2 separate regions of the Mus musculus genome follow, and region 2 is linked to region 1. Evidence: chromatin contacts called from public promoter capture Hi-C data. All regions are on one chromosome and are shown on one strand. The core of a region is the stretch at or near the end of the contact, and the rest is flanking DNA. Distances in the headings are between cores, read along the strand shown. Region 1 holds the start of Bicdl1 (BICD family like cargo adaptor 1). Region 2 holds the start of Fbxo21 (F-box protein 21).

Region 1 (2,527 bases), core at 19-2,518:
TAGGCCGGAGGACACGTTGCTAGTGACATCCCACATGGGTTCTGAGGAACCAATTGGGGCAAGTGACCTTACCCACTGAACCATTTTGCCAGGAAACGACCCTCCCACAGGGGTGGGTGAGGGGAAATGTTTTTAGTAGTGGTTAAAAGTAACATACATGCTAAGACCCAGGACACAGGAAAGTACTACTGAGACACACATAGCTACTGAAGCCCAAACTAATCACATGATGAGCCCTGCCTTCTCTGATTTCTGCAATGGAACCACATCCCCTAATCCCTAAGCATTTGAAAGCTATATAAAGCTCCTTTCGAGGCACTTGTTCCCCACAACTCTCTGCCAGAAAGTTAAGACAAGGGCATCCAGAGGCCTTAATGCCCGGACTGGAAAGCTCTGGGCTAACACCCTGATTAGAGATTAACTGCTTCTCCGAACACCTGAAGCATATTTTAAATGCTTCTCGATGTTCTCATTTCTGTGTGCAGATATCGCCTTGGTGCTGTATAAATTAGTCATACTGTAAGCTCTATTTTAGACTCTGTGTACAATACATATATAGAACGGCCCACAACGGTGAGAGACGTGCACGGACTCACATCCGAGCTGGGTGGGAAAGGCAGGTGGGCTCAACGAACGCGCTGATGCTGGTGAAAACTATCCCTCCTGCCTCCCCGTTCTCGATGATCTTCTTCGAGGTAGACTAGGCACGGAAACGGGGAGGACAGGCAGGCACCCCAGCTCCCCACCCATGCCGCCGGAAGGTCCTCACCTCTAGCTTGTCCGTCAGCTCCTTGTGCATCTGCTCGTACTGCCGGCTCATGTCCTGGTTCCTCTCGAGCAGCGCCTTGCCTAGTCGGGCCGCCAACACCAGATCCTTCTCCTTCTGGCGGATCACCGACAGCAGCTCGGGATCCTGGGTAGGCGGCGGCGGCAGCGGCGGCCCGTGCCCCTCAACCGGAGACTCCGGCTCCGCCTGAGGATGCTCGCCGGGCTCGGACGACCGCTCCCCGGCCGCCAGCAACGCCAGCTCCTCCTCTAAGGCCAGTTCCAGTTCCCCGGGACCTCCGGGGAAGGAGACGAGGGCGGCAGCAGTGGCGGGACTCCGGACTGCGTCCCCGGCCCCAGCGGGCAGCTCCATGCAGCAGGCGCTGTCCGGCTCGGCGGGTGCTGAAGCTCGGCCGGCCAAGCCCAGGCAGAAGGCGGACATGGCCCGCGCGCGCCGAGCCCGCAGCGGTGCGGCCCGGCCGGCGCGCGCCAGGCTGCAAGGCGGGGGGTGGGGATGGGGATGGCGGGGGAGGGGCCCCGCCGCGCCGCCCCGCGCTTCGCCTCGCCTTGCGCCGCGGCACGCGCCCCCCGGGTCCCCGCGAGCCCTGGGCGCGGCGCGCGCGGGCGGGCAGGCGGGCGGCCCCTCCCCCGCGCCGGCGACACGCGCCCCCGCCCCCGGGGGGCTCAGCTGCTGGCGCGCGCCCGGGACGCGGACGACGGGGGTGGGCAAGAGCGGCAGAAGGGGAGATTGAAGAGGGGTGGCGGGGTGCGGAGCGGGAGGAGAAGCCGCGCTAAGGATCGCCGCCGCGGCCGGGGTTCAGCCGCCCTGTTGCTGCCGCTGCTGCTTCTGCTGCCGCCGTCGCCGCCGCCGCCGGCCGGCCGGCGCCTCACGGGGAGGGCTGCGCTCCGCTGTCGCTGCGTCGCTCGTTGCTGCTGCTGCCGTCGGCCGCTCCTTGCAGCCGCGCTCCATGTCCCCCGGCTCGGCGGCAGCAGCGGCGGCGACGGCGGCTGCTGCTGCTGCAGGGGCCGAGGCGGCGGCTCGACATCGTTGGCCGCACAGCCCCGGAGCAGTCCTTCCTTCTTGCCTGCCCGGCCCCGCAGCTCACCCGGCCGAGGAACCCGCCCGGCTCGCCCGCCGGGCTCGCTCCTCCGCCCGCCCGCCCCGCGCTTCCGGCCGCGCCCCTCTTCCCCGCCCCGGGGGCCGGCGCCTGACGCGCGCGGGCACCTGTTCGCCGCCGCGCCCGCGCGGGATTCGCCGACGCTCCGCTCGCCTCGGCCGCGCCCAGGTGGCGCCCGCCTAACCCGGACGTGGCCTCACGCGACGCGGGGACGGATGCGCGCGCCGCCCGTGGGGAAGCTCAGCGCGTCCTGAAAGGCCGGAGCCTCTCCCTCCCGTGTGTGTGTGTGGGGGGGGGGGGTGGGGACGGCCACGCCCCCGGCCTGGAGCCACGCCCTCAGCCTCGTTCCCAGCTCTAGGTGTGGCCACGCCCCCTGCGCGCTCACCTAAGGGTGCGGCTCTACGTCCACCACTTCTCCGACTCCTCCTCAGCTTGGCGCTCGGCCACGCCCCCTGCCTCGTTTTCGCCGGGGCCACGCCCCCCGCGCTCGCACCTCTGGGTGTGGCCTCCTCCTCCTCCAGACTCCCACGCTCTCACCCCTGATGGCGCTCTGCAGCGGCACGCGTCCTCTTCCTCGCCTCCGCGGCCCCAGCCCGCAGCCTCTCTTCGGTTTGGGGAGCTGGCGGGAGCCCCATTTGGATTGG
Region 2 (2,527 bases), core at 16-2,515, 2.2 Mb after region 1:
CACTCAGCATTTTGGGAGGCAGAGTCAAAGGGATCAGCGGCTTGAAGGAGCCCAGTCACACAGAGGAGAGCTCCCCACGATACTTCGACCTGCTTCAAATCAGGACATAGATTCAGGGGTTACTACTATTCTCCACACCATCATAGAGCTAGAAATAGGGGTCCCCAAAAACAAATAGTATGCTTGCCTCAGTACCCAGTGGAGAGTGAGTCACCCGTGGAGAAGGCCAAATCACTTCCAGGAAGTGCTTGGTATAAGATAGCCATTTTCAACAGCTTAATTTTGGGACTATGGCATGGCTGTAAAGTGCATGGCTAACCGGCACCAAGCCCTGGGTTTCACCCCCGCACTACCACCTCTGAAGTACATCTTGGTGGTGTATGCCTTTAATACAAGCTATGGGAGGTAAAGGCAGGGGGGCCAGAAACTCAAGGTCCTTCTCCAATACATAATTCAAGACCAGAGTGGACTACATCAGACTCTGTCTCAAATTGCTTTTGAGATCGGATCTTAATATAGATAGCCCAACTTTTGATCTGCGTGCCTCGGTCTCCTGAGAGCTGGGAATTAGGAAGTAAGCCACCATAGTCATTTTTAACTTTTAGTTATTGTCTATGTGGACTCATGTCCCATCGAGAAGGTGAAGGCCAAAGGGCAATTTTGTTTTGTTTTGTTTTGTTTTTCGAGACAGGGTTTCTCTGTGTAGCCCTGGCTGTCCTGAAACTCACTCTGTAGACCAGGCTGGCCTCGAACTTGGAAACCCACCTGCTTCTGCCTCCCAAGTGCTGGGATTAAAGGCGTGCGCCACCACTGCCCGGGCAACCTCGATATATTTATTTTCGAGACAGGGTTTCTCTGTGTATCTCTGGCTGTCATGGAACTCGCTCTATAGCTGAGGCTAGCCTCGAACTCTGAGATCTGCCTACTTCCACCTCCTAAATGCGGAGATCAAAGGTGCCACCGCCTCCCCGAATTTGCGTGTCATCCTAGGCGCAGCATCCATGCAAATCTCTGCATCGTTCCAGTTTTAGTATCTGCGCTGCCGAAGACGAGCACCCAGCTATCATTTTTAAAAATGCCCCTGGGAGAATCAGGACGCGAAAGGACCATTTATCTCTGCAGCAGCAGCCAGCTCTCGCCTCTGGCTCTTCCCAGTCCTCCAAGCGGAGTGGGCGGGACCCCCTGGCGTGGGCGGGGCGTTCCCAGCCACTCCCCCTGAGGGCGTGGTACGGCTTCTTAGGCTCCTATCGCGCGCGCGCCCGCCCGCACAGCGGCCCCCTCAGGTACGCGGACAAGATGGCGTCGGTAGCGGGGGACAGCGCTATGGAGGTGGTGCCGGCGCTGGCCGAGGAGGCCGCGGCTGAGGCGACGGGCCCCAGCTGCCTGGTGCAGCTGCCGGGCGAGGTGCTGGAGTACATCCTGTGCAGCGGCTCGCTCACGGCGCTGGACATCGGCCGCGTGTCCAGCACCTGCCGCCGCCTGCGCGAGGTGTGCCAGAGCAGCGGGCAGGTGTGGAAGGAGCAGTTCCGGGTGAGGTGAGCGAGCATCCCGTTCCCGGGACCCGCAGAGCCCCTCGGCGCCGGGCCTCGCGTGGGGCCCCACCCCGCCACCCTCCGGGCCTCCGGGCCGCGCGCCGCCCTCTTCCCGCGGCCGCAGACAAAGGCCTGCCTGCAGCCCGGGGGGCCCCCTCCGGAGCTCCGATGGGGTCGCGGCAGCCGCCCGAGGCCGGGGCCTCCGGAGCGCTCCGCCCCGGGGGGCTGCGGCCTTCACGCGCCTCCCGGCTGCAGGAGGAGGCGCATCTTTTGTGGCCGCTGCAGGATGTTGACGTGCAGGCAAAGCAGCGGTGCGTGCATTCCTGGCTAGCTCCTTAGGATGCCGGCATCGGACCTGCCAGTCCAGCTCGTGACCTTGGGGGTGGAGGGGGTGATGTCGGTCCACCTCCCTTCTCCAGAGCCTGGGTCTCCTGGTCGGTGATGAGACCCCCCCTCCTTTTTTTTTTTTTCCCATTATGGGGAATCAAATAAGATGAGGCCCGGGTTTGCAGGGCCTGATGCTGAGGGAGGCGCGCCATCCACGAGAACCGTTAGCATCACTGTGATTGTGGCCAGCGCAGAGATTGGGGGGCGGAGGGGGGGCGGCGGCTACTGGTGGTAGAAACGCTGCCTTTCGTGTCGCCACGCCAAGGTCACTGCATCTGAGTAGTGAGGGAATGCATTGCATACGCTATGATTATTGCAACTAGAGCCTCTGCCAAGTCCACCCCCCCCCCCTTGCCCGCAGACTCCTCCGTGGTTTTTTGCAGTCTCTGCGGAGCTGAGAAAGGGTGTTTTCTCTCCCCCCCCCCCCCTTATAGGTGGCCCTCCCTGATGAAGCACTACAGCCCCACCGACTACGTCAATTGGTTAGAGGAATATAAAGTTCGGCAGAAAGCTGGGTTAGAAGCCCGGAAGATTGTAGCTTCCTTCTCCAAGCGGTTCTTTTCAGAGCACGTAAGCATCAGGCTTGGTCATGCTCTGTGTGTGTGTGT

Evidence for each region. Promoter capture Hi-C pulls out the DNA fragments that hold promoters and counts their contacts.
Region 2: a contact with region 1 is called in a promoter capture Hi-C map of hippocampal neurons, with 3 times the contacts expected there. The contact joins the promoter of Fbxo21 here to the promoter of Bicdl1 in region 1. A contact is called at or near these places in 1 of 39 promoter capture datasets (hippocampal neurons) and 1 of 484 Hi-C or Micro-C datasets (embryonic stem cells).

Annotation. Positions count from the first base shown.
Region 1 is chr5:115,730,353-115,732,879 of GRCm38.p6, forward strand. It overlaps Bicdl1 (BICD family like cargo adaptor 1), which reads right to left and starts at 1,269. Exons shown (of 9, transcript NM_001080808.2): 1 at 770-1,269. The coding sequence starts at 1,207.
Region 2 is chr5:117,975,505-117,978,031 of GRCm38.p6, forward strand. Fbxo21 (F-box protein 21) reads left to right here and starts at 1,266. Exons shown (of 12, transcript NM_001346588.1): 1 at 1,266-1,535; 2 at 2,354-2,489. The coding sequence starts at 1,297.